Linked DNA regions of Athene noctua: region 2 is linked to region 1. The links are chromatin contacts, called in public Hi-C maps. All regions are on one chromosome and are shown on one strand. Each heading gives the region's core, a stretch centred on a gene start, on an enhancer-like site or on the middle of the called end of the contact. The rest is flanking DNA. Distances are from core to core; before and after follow the strand shown. Region 1 holds the start of RMI2 (RecQ mediated genome instability 2). Region 2 holds the start of CLEC16A (C-type lectin domain containing 16A).

Region 1 (6,964 bases), core at 3,403-5,902:
ATACCCCCCCCCCCCCCCCCCGGCTTTATCAGCACTTCTGGTATAACACTACTGGTAATACTGCCCGTTTTGGGACACCTCGACTGAAGTCATCTAAAATAGTCATGCCTCAGGTGAAGGTAATGCAGTACAAACTGTGCTGTCCTATGGAAAAATGTCTAAACCCCACCAAACAGCGGACGGACCTGCAGGCCACACCACACAAAGGGCTCTGACCCCACGTCCCGGCCTGCTGTTGGCCAGCACCCCTGCACCCGTAACTCCCCGGAGCAGAGCGCCTTGAAGACACCCGCCCGCACCCAGCTGTCCTTGCAGGAATGCATGGAGGGTAAGGCATTCTTCCAAGAGTATTTTTAAGTGCCTACAACTCACCTTCAACATGCCCTTTATCTAGGCCCTATACAGACACTCCAGCTCTACAAAGGTCACAAAGATTTACATGTACCACACAAGCTCTTATGTCCCCGAACTCAGTAGCGACGTTGATGGTTTGAGGCTCTACCACGGACTAAGGCAGTGTGACATAGGGAGAGCCTCACGCTCCCACTAGCTGGGTTCCCCAGGCCTGGCACACCCCCAGATAAATCCAGGTTGGGTGCAGTCAGGACAGAGCTCGCACCGAGTGCACAGAGGCCTTCCTGCAGCCACGGCCATCCTCCTGCCCCCCTCAAGGCCCAAACACCAGGCACTAGATCCCAGCTGAGACCTCACCCTCCCCAGGACCGGGCTAGAGCAGGCACTCGCCCTGTAACCTCTCCGTGTGGCTCTGCTGTACAACAGCTGCCAAAGTCACAAACCCACATGCTAATGTAGGACTCGAGACACGAGTTAAGATGTGGAAAAGGGAGAATTCCCACTACCCCGTAGAGCCCAAGGGTGCCAAACTGTGGAAACCCCGAGGTGAGGCACTTCAGCCTGACCCTTAAACCTAGGTGGTACAGAAGGCACCAGCAGCCATAAGCATCATCAGCTACTCATTAGGCAAAGCACAGCTAAACTCAGAGCAATCACTAGACACCTTTTGTTTAGAAGCTCAACATTTAACTGTGCCAAGAGCATCTTTTGCTTTGAATTCCTAGGAAAGCACTCTTTAATGTAAACTGTCATAAAGCATCCAGTCCTGGCTTTAAAACCCTTGGAAGTTACTGTTTTACTAATGTAATTGCCAGCCTTTCTGAAACGCCACTTCAGTTCAGGAGTAGATCTCCTTCCCCTCAACTGCCAAGCAACACAGATAGCTTTGTGCTGATCAAGTATGTGAAACCTGCTGGGGGCTGGGTTTTTAGTGAGGTCGAGTGTACAGTACAGAGCCTGCAGATACCGAAGAGATCTACATCTTATTATGCTTGGAACTGCCTGTTAGCGAGTGAGCAAAGAAACCCCAGACGCTTTGACTCATGAGCCTCTGGATAGGAGAGGGTGGTGAAAGATGCAAAGAAATCCTCTACAAATCCAATCCAGCCCTACATAATGCCAATCCACTCCGATATAAATACAACTTTTCAGATGCACTCAGACTGTGCATCACTGCCAGATGGATGAACAGCAGTTCCACCCCCGACAGCCACTACACTAGTGGTGCACCCACCAGCTGTACAACAGGGGCTACGAGCCACACTCAGTTCTGCTGTAAACTGACACTGGCCAGGATGCGGCAGACTTTTAGCTCTTTATTTCCAGGGTTTTGCTACCTAGTTAGAAGGCAAGGCAAACTTACTTGGAACAACTTCTCCTTCCTTACATAAGCACTCAAGATGGAAAAGTATCTATCACCAGACAAAAGCAATTGTTGGCCAGTATGTCAACCATGTGGATCATTTCTGAACGGCTACAGCATTCCACAAGTGGATTTTTTCCTAACATTAAAAACAATAAATAAACCCAGACTGCCAATGTTTCATCTGTACATGTGTTTTGGCATTTTATCAGCAGGGTTTCAGAGCACAGGACTTCCATTATACAACTGCCTCTGATGTGGTCTGGATTGGAATACTAAACTCAAGCCTGGAACCGCACTCTGAAATCCAGTCCTTAATCTGTAAAGATCTCATTTAAAGATCTACTTAAAAGACAGTATTTAATTTCCAGATGCTTTGAAAACATAATCCCACAGTTTTCAAATGTAGTTACCACCATTTAATTCTTGTCTTAAATTGTACAACCAGAGAGGATCTTCCCTTCCTATATGCATTCCTCATTAACATAACTGTATTCCTGGACAATGCAGTCCCAAACTACAAAGCCATACCACATGGCTAATGCAAGGCTTTCTTCAGGACTCAAATTCTTTTTTAGAGAAGAGGGGAAATAAAAAGTAGTAACAGTTCCACTTTTTAAAGGTTTTTTGATTTGATTTCATAGTTGTTGGGTTTTTTCCCCACAGGAAGAGGAAAGAAATATAAAAATAAAATATATTTAAGAATGATTTAAACAATTAAAAATAGCATACACTGGAACAAGAAAGGAAACCTTCAAAGAGAAAAATGCACTTTAGCACAGCAGGTTTGTTTCATGAGGTGGTAACGGTATTTGCATCTTGAACCTGGAGAACCTATTCCAAGGAATCCTGCATCACAGCTTTTCAGTTAATTTCACTTCACTGGAACACAGGGGTTATTACTGTACCACTTTCGGTATTTCAGAAACCCAGAAAGCAGGGAGGTGTTTAAGTACAAGAACTGCTTAGACAGACACACCTGTCTCACAAGTAGAGTTTACTGACATGGTTATTACTGAAACAGAAAACAGAGGCAAAGAGGTTCTTTCCAACCACAGACTAAATGGACACATTCTGCCTCCATTCCACGTCTCGGGTTCACCCTGGTAACACGAGTTCTGTGCAGCCCTTGCTGCCAACAATGCACGCTACAGGGATGACTAAACACGTGTTCCTAGAAACAGCAACTAACGTCTGTAGGAACATGTAGTATTCTGAACAGCATAGACGTGTTACTCAAAGCATCAAATAAGTGTTTCTCAAGTCTGTTGGTATAAAAAGACTGTGAAAGAGATGAACATTGTGATTATTATCAGACATGTACTGATCCCTCCACTTAACTCTGAGCCCGACTTCTCACTTCACTTTACTCCAAGAGTACCTGGTGGTTGTTTGAAACCACAAGTACAGAGAAAGCCCCGATGTTCTGCACCAAAAAAACAAAGAAAAAAAAAAAGTACATTTCCAGTTATTTTAGGCAGAAGAAAAAGTATCTAGGGGATGACTCTGTGCAAATCCTCCACTTCAAGGCTCCACATACTCTTATGCACGGGGTTTTCAGAAAGATCTGTCATCTTTATCGCTCGAAGAACAGGCTCAGGACTGCAGGACCGCACCACACCCATCACCATTACATACTTCCCTAAAAAAACAAGCAAACATGAATTTAATTAACCTTTGTATTTACATTTTAATTTAGAAAGCAAAATATTTAAAACCAAGTAGTTAAACAATTTGAATTAAAGCTGCCAATACCTGCAAGAAAACTGAAGGAACAAAGATTTCTTAGACCTAAATATCAGGAAAAGGCTTCATTATCTGTACAGCCATCTTGATAGATTCTACTAGATATATACAGTAAGAGTTAAAACTAGCACAATTCCTCCTTATGCTGCGCAAGTGGAGGGAGGACAATTCTGCTAGAAATTAAGCTATGTGACTATTTTATACCACAGTTCCTGCAATGCTGAAGTCCAGCACCTCTCCAGCTGAATTAACAGTACTGGTGAAAGGAAAAAAAAAAAAAAAAAAAAAAAAGAAAAATCCTTATCTTTGTTCCCAGTCTCACAGCTCTTCTCTGCAGCACCCCAGTTTGATCAAACATTTCCTGTAACTGTGGAGAACTGAAAACAGGGCTGGATCCTTACTGGAACTCATCAGGCAAGCAGGCATAAGCCTTGGTACCACTGAGAGCAACAAAGACACTCCCCCGCGGCAGCACTCGCCGCTCCCCGACTGCCACAGCAGCTCAGCTCAGCGTGACCCCAAACCAGGCAGGCAAGAGCCAGTCTTAACAACCGGCACAGCCCCGGGGCTCGCAGGCCGGCAAGTCTCCCTCCCAGCCCGGTGCGGGAGGCTCCGTCCCGGCACCGGGTGAGGCGCCCCGCGTCCCCGTGCCCAGGAGCCGCCCGGGTCGGCCCGCGGCGCAGGCGGAACAACCCCGGCCCCCCGCGGGAGGCCGCCGGCCCCGCACGCCGCCGCACCTGCCCCCCGGGAGCAGCACTCCCGCCGGGTCCCGCGGCGGGCGCCAGGAGGGGCTTTGCCGCGTTACTTTAAAACAAACACGGGGCGGGGAAGCGCTCCGCACCACCCGGGGGAGGCCCCGCCCGCCCCGCCGCCGCCCGCCGGTACCTGCGCTGAGGCAGGGCCGCCCTTTGGGCACGTTCTCCACCCCCAGCACGGTGAAGGCGCCGCTGTCGTCCTGCAGCCGGGCCGAGCCGCCGTGGCCGCCGCCGCGCTCCACCTCCAGCACGGTGCCCTGCATCCACACGGCCCGCAGGGGCAGCGGCTCCCGGCCCGCCTCCGCCCGGCCCAGCTGCCACGTCCCGCCGGCGCCCCGCGCCGCGCCCCGCAGCTGGGCGGACAGCACCTTCACCGGCGGCCCCGGCAGGGGCCCCGACATGGCGGCCCTCAGGGGCGGGAGGCGGGAAGCGCAGGGCGGGAAGCGCAGGGCGGGAAGCGCAGGGCGGCGCCAGCTCCCGCCTCTGCAGCGCGGGCCGCGACCCCGCCCCGCCGCGGCCGCTTGTTCTGCCTCGGAACCGCGAACGGCTCCCGCGGAAAACCCGGCGCTCGCACAGGTGTGCTGTTTTCCACGCAGATCCCAGACAGGTTCCTCCCAGGCGGTTCATCCAGCCGCGCCGCTGCCGTAACCCCAACACCCCCCCCGGCCGCCATCCCTTGTTCAGAGCCTCACCAGGGTCAGACCCGCTGGTTCTCGTTTCACCTGAACTCCATCCAGGATCGAAGTGCAAAAATCGGCGTAAAGTCTGATTCAATCGTTCGGTTTGAGGAGCAAATACTTTTTTTGCTGTGTCTCACCTTCACCTAAGCCGCCCCGCAGCGCGGATTCAGCTGCTCCCCCCCCCCGCCAGGGCTGCGCTGGTGTCCGGCTCCCCCACCTCCTCCTGCGCTCTAGGAGCCACCCCGGATCGTTTCCCACTGTATTTCTTCACTAGTTAGCAAGAAGTGATCGCTTAATGTGTATTGTTTAGCTGATGAAGATCCTCCCGTTTCGTGAAAAAAAAAAGAAAATGAACATGCTAGTTTTCTCAGGGATGATTTTAGGGGATCTTTTCATCGTATATACTGTGGAAATCCAGAGCACGATGCACTGAAAGTATAGGCAGCTGGAGACTTCAATCCCGAGGCCTGATACAGAGAAATGATTATTTGTTTTGAGATTTATTTACTTATAGAAAACTGCTTAGCAACTTATTTACTTACTTATAGCAAGTTATGGTATTTTTTAAAATATTGCTAAGAATCCTGCTTGCCCAGGCTGTTCTGTGGAATTTTACCAAGGACTACTGTGTTCATCAAAACAAAGCAGTTCACAGTGAAAATCTACCAAGGATTACAATGTTCAGCAAAATACTATACTTTTGGCCTTGAGTGGCTCTAACTAGTTGGAATTTTGCTAATGAATAAAGATAGCCATATACGAATGGCAGAAGTTCTATTGGTTCTCTTAGATAAGATAGAAAGTAAACCGGCTGAAAAACACTCTTGTTATTCAAGAAATTGGCCAAGAGAATCCGCGTATGGGCCGGGCAAAAAACAAAGTGAGAAAGACTAGGAGCCTTCCTCCCAAAGACCCCCGAAGACGCCCACCAGGAGGCAATGGGTAGGTGCAAAGATGACATAAACTGTTGACATCAGCCTTTCTAACCCAGCCCTACTCATGCATATGTATGTTTGTGTTATGTAACCCAGTGAATATGGATATCCACACTCTGTGAGTTTTTGGTAAAAATGTGGGGTGGGTGTGCAAGCTTTGTGGAGAGATCCCCTTGCACCCCGGCGCCGGAGTAAACATACCTGCTGATAACTCTATTTGAGTTGTAGAGGCTTTTTTCCGCAAATCAGGCCTTTAAGTATTTGTTTTCTGTCTGTCTATATTACAGACGGCCTAATTCGTTTTGCCACAATCTGAAGTCCTTGAAATGTTATGGTTTCCTGTAGGTGGGTGGGTTGACATTTCATTTAGAAAATAAGCTGAGAAATAAGCTAATGAAAAAACAAGGGGATGAACAAAGAAAAAGAAAAATAATCAGGAAAGCCAAGGGGATGGAGTCCTCAATTTCACAAGTTCTGTTACCTACAAAAGTGCAAAATTGGTAAAAATGCACAGAGAACTGACACCACTGCAATCATTCTTTAAAGCTGGCTTTGTTCTCTATTAAAATAGCCAGTTACTTTGTTTTAAAAATCCAGTTTTGTTCTGAGTAGCAAAATACATCAAAAGATCTTTTTTTGGTACATGCATCTGTTTAGAGGCATTCTGTAAATGGGACTTTATTCCTTTTATAGTGTGAGGAAGCAGTTAACTTTTAGTTACCATTTACAGTAAGAATAAAATATAATATTGGTCATAACAATAAAAACACTGACATCTAAGCACAATACCAAATCATGTAATCTGGCAATCAGATCATATGGCTTACAGGAATAGAAAGACATTAGATGGTTACTGTATATGAATGCAAAATTTGACCAAGACTCACACAAGAATATTTGTAATTTATGCCCCTAAACTGCAGTCAGTTGACAGCATCAATATTTAGTTTCACATAAAAAAAACCTAATTGTGCCAAATATTGATAAAAGTATTGTATTCCTATTTGTTACTATATAATAGGAGGGTCTAATGCTTATTAAGCCATTAAATCTACAGATGAAGGCAAGACCCCTACAAGAGTGTAATCTCCAGGAGAGTCTAAAAGGTCCCTTTTAAAAGATTTTCCTTGA
Region 2 (6,788 bases), core at 1,753-4,252, 180 kb after region 1:
TCTCCTGTAAAGATAAGTCATTTCAGACCATTTTCACAAGCAATCACTAACATTATTCCTGTTGCCAGAATATTTAGACTTTCTCCATTTATTAAGTTATTGACATTTCCTCAATTACTAACCAAGCCTAACAAAAATATCAAGTTCTCCAAAAAATGATAGTCAGATGCACTCAGGCAGTGCAGAGTCCATGCAGGCAGCGCACAGAGGCCATTTCACAGTCTCTCCAGATCTAAATTCAACAAGACACGAGAAAGTTGGATTAAATTTTAACTCTTTTCCAAGACCAAGAGACACTATCAAAACACTTAAAACAACCAGCCTCACAATCTTCCTTTAGCCAATACATTTTATTGTTTACAAAATGTTTGCAAAATGTTTTAATGTTTGCAAAAGGTTGAATAATAAAATTTCAAGACCAAGCCTCAAACAAACTGCATTAAAGCTGATGAGAAAGGAAGTTCTAGATCCAACATTTACTACAAAAAGCAGTAACTCTCTCAGTATTACTAAACAGGTGTATTGTTTAAAACTTAGACTAAATTCTATATTATGCATGTTAAAAAATAAAAATATTCCCATAAGGATAGCCCAGGCTAATTTCACTCTTGCAGCATAGCATAATATATCTTTTATGAGCTAAGCTAACCTGTAATAGCAAGGATGGTGCATTCTACTCCACTCACATGGAGCACAACATTGGGTTTCAATGAGTTGAAAAGATGAGAATGCAGGCAGCTCACACAATGGTGACCTTACCAAGACTGACTTTCTTGCAGGACCCTGAAAACAAAGGTTCTTCACCCTTTTCCCACTTCAACTGCTACCTTAGAAAACCCCTAAATCTCACTCTACCACTAGACAGCTACCTTTGCTGTTGACATCTAGCTAGAAACTGAAATTCATACAGCCTAGCTAAACAAACACTTAAAATGTACACAGCCTAAACAGAACAAAGGTCTTGGCTGTTCTTTACATACTACCATTTTAGATTTCATAATTAAAGAAATCACATGCAAAAAAGCAAACAAACCAAAGCTAGTATTATTGGTAGAGAACTATATAATTCAATTCTCAGATAAGTAGTAAAGCACAAACTGCAACACTTAGAACTAAATCTCCTTTTGCTGCAAATCAAACAGGGTTAATCACTTTTTCTACCCTCTGTGGCCCCAAGAGAACATTTTTCTTGCCTGAAACATTCTAACATCCTTAAGTCTCTCTCTCTCACCAGCCTACTTTTTCTAAACTTAAACTGCATTTCCTCAAATTTCATCATGCATCAGCATTCTTGCTCTATTTTCCAGTGCAATATCAAAAGCAGACAGATCTAAAGCTCCACTAGTGCTCAGTTGTACCCAGCGACAACCCCTTGTATGTTAAATAGAAGAGTCCCATGTTTGTATCTGAGGATGACTTCTCCCCTTTTTCCTGCGATGCCAGATCATGTTGATTTACTTGTCTGACCTACCATGCTTTCAAAATTATTCTGCAGTGCTACTGCCTCACCCGTTTTGTATTTATGGACTGGATTTCCCTGTCTTGGGTAAAAAGTAATGCATTTCAATTAGTCTTGCTGGGTTTGAACATTTTTCCAGTTTAGAGACAAGGACCAGAATCCATAAATCATCTTGATAAAGTAATTGTAGGAACCAAATCTTGTATAAGTGCATCTTGCTCATTACTGTCAGACACCATTTGTGTCCTCCTTGTAATTTGACTGTTAAAAACTACCAGCCACTTATTTCTCAATAAGCTATTTATTCAGTGATTTCATTTAGAAAATGCTTCCCCTCTTAATGACCTCCTTTTCTTGTTCAGTAGAAAAAGAAGTTATAACAGCAGGTCTCATTTTTCTCGCAACAGCAGAACCCCTAAAATGGAACAGAGAATTTTAAATTGCTTTATCCCTTGCCATCATTCCAACTCTCCAGTGGCAGAGCTCAAAAAAACCTATTCCACCTTCTGCAGTCAGCAGTAACACAAGGATATCAGATTCTGGAGACAAACATTCTCAAGCTGAGCGGCTTTACATTCACGCCTGCTGCTGAGCCCTCTAAATAGGGTACATCCCCATGACCTGCAGAGCCACCATCCTGACTGCCATGAGTCACTGCTGACTGATCCCCACACACACACACCTCAAAAGGTCTATATTGTTTATAGGCTGGGACCAGACTCCTCACTTCCCCATTTTAGCCACTACCAGGAAACAAAGTTCTCCCTCAAGGGGAATATATTTCTTGTATTTATCACCTCTTACACTCCACTCCATTGAATGAGGCTGTGGCATTATTAAAAAACCCAGACAAACACGTACCGCAGCCATGAGTGTGACATGACACCGCGGAACTGCGTCTGCCCTGAAGGCGTTTTGGGACGAAGAGCAGAATCCCGTGAGAAAGACACCAACCCCCACGGCCCAGAGAGCCTCCTTCGCCGCTGGCGAAGGGCTCCGGGAACTTTCGGCTCGGGAGAGCTGCGCCAAAACGCACAGGCCAGGAGGGAGCGAGCGACTGGGGAGCGGCACCTGCCGAGCCGCCTCCCTCCTCCTCCGGGACGCCTCCGAGCCGCCCCGGCCCCGCTCGGCAGCCCCCTCCGCGGGAAAACCCTGCCCCGAGCAGCTCCACAGACGGAGCCGGCCCGCCCGCCGCCCCCCGCGCCGGCTCGTACCCCCGAGTCCCCTGACGACCCGACCGCAGCGCGGCTCCGCGCGGCAGCCCCCAGCCGCCGGCTCTCCCTCCTTCCCCTCACAGCTGCCCCCGCGCCGCGGCCGGCCCCGCGCTTACTTGAGGTGGTCCAAGGAGTGGATGCTGCGGGCGGCCTTCCCGTGCCCGCCGCCCACCCAGCTGCGGGAGCGGCCGAACATGCTGGCGAAGGACGGCGGCTGCGGCCCGCGGGGCTCTAGGGCTTCATAGCCCCGAGGGGAAGGGCGGCCGAGGGGCGCCCGGGCGGGCGGGGACCAGGACGGAGCCCCAGCGGCGGCGGCACCGGCGCACACGAGCGCCAAGGCGCATGCGCGGGCGGGGCACGCTGGGAAGCGCCGTCCCCCGCCCCGCCGGCGCCGCGCGGACTGCGAGTCCCGGCAGGCAGCGGGGCGGGGCGGGGCCGCTGTCCGTCACGCGGGCGGGGCGGGGCCCCGCCAGGCTCCCGCCTTCGCGCGTCAGGCCCCGGGGCAGCGCGGCGGCGGCTCCGTCCCGGTGAGGCTCTCGCAGAGCGGCGGGGGCCGTGCCCCAGGCCGCCCGCTAACGAGCCGGTCTCAGGCCGAGCCGAGTGGCGCTGCCGGGCGGGCGCTCAGCCCTCGGTCAGGCCGTGGCTGGGCGGGAGAGCAGCGCTGGGCCTCGAGGGCTGAGGGCCGCCCGCACCTCCTCGAGCCGGAGGAATTGGCTCAGTTTTTTATTTAACTGCTTCCTTCCCTCTGTGGCAGTTATGAGTTAGGTCTTGTCATGAGAGGAGTGTTAGAAGAATAAAAAAGACTAAACAGCTTAAGCCAAGCACAGCCTTTTAACGTGTGGATCCGCCTCCCAAATGCACTGTAATCCGAGATTCCCCGCTCACCGCCCATAACGCAAAACTGAGCGGCTCTGGCGGGGTCAGCGCTGACCAGAGAACGGGATCCTGCAAGACGCAGCAATGGGAATTCAGCTGCTGACATTCCTCTTCTAAGGCTTTTCCAATCAGGATTGCATAATTAGTTTTGAATCGGCTTAAAAACTAAATTAAAGCAGAACAAAGAGAACAGGACCATTAATGACTGTCTTGACCTGGGTTTAGATTTTTTTTTTTCTTTAACCGGATAAAATAAATCTAAGCAAAAGCTGAAGAGTTTATCAGCCAGTGCCAACCCCTCCCCCCCTCAAGTTTAAGATCGTGCCTTTGATTGTATTTTGATAGAACTAAAACCTTAGTCGGCAAAGAAAGGCCTCCGCCGAAGTCAAAGGGCCCCGGGGGGTCCCTGTTCAACAACAGGGGAGCAACTTCCAGGGGCAAAGAATGGGATGAAACCTGCCCGCGCCGCCCCCCGCCCCGGGCCGCTGCGGGGTGCTGAAGTGCCCTGGGGGGCGCGGGCCGGGCCCCGCAAGCCGCCGCCGGGCCCCGCCAGCCCGCCGCGGCCGGCCCTCGGGCGGGCGGAGCGGGACCCGGCTGCCGCTGAGCGCGGCGGAGGCGCCGCCGCCCCGCCCGCTCGGTCCAGGCCAGCCCGCGGGTGAAGGGCCGCGGCGTGCGGCGGGGGCCGGCGGCGGGGCGGGGAGGGGAGGCGAGGGGGCGGGCAGGGGGGGGTGTCCTGCCGCGCAGGCCGGGGCTGGCGGGCTCGGTGACGGCGGCAGGTGCTCCGCGCCGACCGCCCCAACGCGCCTGCGGGCTCCTTCCGCGAAGTTTGCGGGCGGGAGGAGGAGGGGAGCCGCGGCGGGACTGCAGCAGCCGGGCTGGAAATGCCCCTGAGGAGCCTCCTGCGAACCGCGGGGCTGCGGCAGCGCTGCTGAAGCCCGCGCTGGCCGCCCGCCGGGGCGCCGCTTCCTCCGGGGAAGGAAGGGACGGAGCCGGCCGCTCTGCGGCTGTGCCGCCTCCGCGCCCCCGCGGGGCTCGCCTCCTCCCGGGGTCCCGCTCCGGGCGTTTGCCCCTTCCTGCCACCGGCGCCGTGGAGCGCGGTCCTGCGCGCCCCGCTCCCGGCTCCGCCGCCCCCCCCGCGCCGGCCGGGCAGGTCGGTGCCCGCCGCCGCCGCCGCCGGAGCCCGCCGCAGCCCCGCACGGCTGCATGCCCGCCGCGGTCTCGGCACGTCTGGATTCGCTGGAGTCCTGGGCCTTCCATGCGCTGCTGGTCCTGCCCTATATGTTTTACGTGGGCTTGTTCTTTGTCAACGTGCTGATCCTGTACTATGCCTTCCTGATGGAGTACATCGTTCTCAATGTAGGCATCGTCTTCCTGCCCGAGGATATGGACCAGGCTCTGGTGGATCTGGGGGTGCTCTCCGACCCCGGCTCCGTGCTCTACGAGACGGACAGCGAGCTCGATGTCTTTGATGGCTACTTGGAGTGACGCCCCGGGGCGCTCCGAAGCGGCTGCGGGGTGACGCCGCCCGGCCCGGGGCTGGGGCCGGGTGTCCCGGCATGGCCGTGGCCCAGGGACCGCCGCGGCCCCGGGATGCCCTCGCTGCGGCTCGGCTCCTTCTGCGCAGCATCTTCCCTCCACAGTGCCCCCGCCCCCGGTGCAGCGGCGAGGCGGGGGGCCGGCACCCGCCGCCGGGCAGGGCCGCGGACACGCATGGGGCTGGCGAGGGAAGTAAGTCACCGCCTCGGGCTCCTCCCGGGCAGCGGCCCGCGGGGCGCTCCCGGCGCCGCTCCGCCCGCCCGTCCCGACGGCGGCAGGGCTGGGGACGGCGGCAGGGCTGGGGACGGCCCTCCCGGGGCACCGCGGCGGCGGGCGGCGGGGGGACACACGCACCGCCCCGGCTTCTAGCGCGGGCGAGCTCTGCGGGCAGAGCCCGGGGCCGGGGGGGCCGCGCCGTGACCGCCGCTGCGCAGCGAGCACCGGGGCTTTGCCGGAGGACGAATGTCACCGTTCTGAGCCCCCGCCGCGGCCGCGCTAGGTGTTACGCTTACAGCTGGGCAACTTTGCTAATCCGGTCTTGAAAGCAGCTCTGATTCTGAATGAACACCCAGGCTCATACTTAGAAAAATTCGGAGACCGTACCCGAGCCAGAAATACATCTCGGTCAGATGCCCCTTAAACCGCTATCTTGGAAAATAAGAAACCGACCCAGCTCACCGTTCTCCTCCTGTCATTCGCAGCACGAGGGTTTGCTTGATCGATTTATTATTGTAGTTTTGAGTGATACTAAAACTCTGGAAATATTGTAGGGATTTAGCATGTTAAAACACTGAAATGCAACTGGGAAGAAAATCACTATTTCTAGCTAGGACTTTCTGTGCCAAATGTATGTTAATGAAAACATTCACAGTTTAAATTAAAATGTGTTAGCAAATCTGCCAGTAGAATTTTTAGCAAAATATTGTCTGTAAATTTGAAAAATCAGTTCAGGATACCTTTTTATTTTCTATTTTGAAATTACGGAAATAGCAAATTCTGTTGTAAGGTTACAAACATAACCTTGGTGAACATACTATACAAATACCATTTAAACATCAAGCTATTTTAGTCAGTCTTCCAGTTTAAAAAAACCCAACAAAAGAAAAACAAAAACCCAAGCCTTTCCTCTAGTGCTGTCTTTCATACAGGTTGAAATTATCTCCTAAATATTTCTGTTCAGTTTCCATATAAAGCAATAGCAGGTGATTTTGGTCAATAGTTTAGAGGGAAAAAATAGACATTTTTGCTGTTGGAGTAACACTGATGGCACAAACACAGTTGAACAAGGCTTGGTCAAAGGCAGATGGGAGCATAACAAGTGGTGGGAAACGTTTTTGCTACTGAAGAAATCCCACTGCATATAGTTACTGCAGATGAAAGTGTCCATGCCAGCATTTGGTGGTCCATCCCCAGCAGCTGGATTAGAATCACTTCCGCTAGAACAGAAGGTCAGGAGCAGAGCTAAGCATCCCACAAAGCACTATTAGCCACGTTTGTGGCTGTCTCCTCCTCTCCCTTTTCAGCTGGGCAAATAACACACATGCTCTGTATCCCAGGAAAGAAATTCATAAAAACTAATGGAAATTTAAGCAAAGTCTTTGGTACAAAAAGCCCTAGACATTTTTTCCCCTAAAATACCTTTTCCCAAATCCTAAGTCTTATTACTCCGACACCATCTAACACAGGGATTAAAAATATTTTTT

The links. Hi-C and Micro-C count contacts between places; a contact is called where the count stands out from the background.
Region 2: a Hi-C map of heart shows a contact between it and region 1, with 2.7 times the contacts expected there. The contact joins the promoter of CLEC16A here to the promoter of RMI2 in region 1. A contact is called at or near these places in 2 of 2 Hi-C or Micro-C datasets (heart and liver).

What each region holds. Positions count from the first base shown.
Region 1 is chr15:15,003,297-15,010,260 of bAthNoc1.hap1.1, forward strand. RMI2 (RecQ mediated genome instability 2) reads right to left here and starts at 4,653. Exons shown (of 2, transcript XM_074919449.1): 1 at 4,349-4,653; 2 at 2,700-3,359. The coding sequence starts at 4,619. The coding sequence ends at 3,211. LOC141966704 reads left to right here. Exons shown (of 71, transcript XM_074919709.1): 71 at 1-2,570.
Region 2 is chr15:15,184,113-15,190,900 of bAthNoc1.hap1.1, forward strand. CLEC16A (C-type lectin domain containing 16A) reads right to left here and starts at 3,003. Exons shown (of 23, transcript XM_074918868.1): 1 at 2,790-3,003. The coding sequence starts at 2,869. DEXI (Dexi homolog) reads left to right here and starts at 4,307. Exons shown (of 2, transcript XM_074919516.1): 1 at 4,307-5,277. The coding sequence starts at 4,753. The coding sequence ends at 5,034.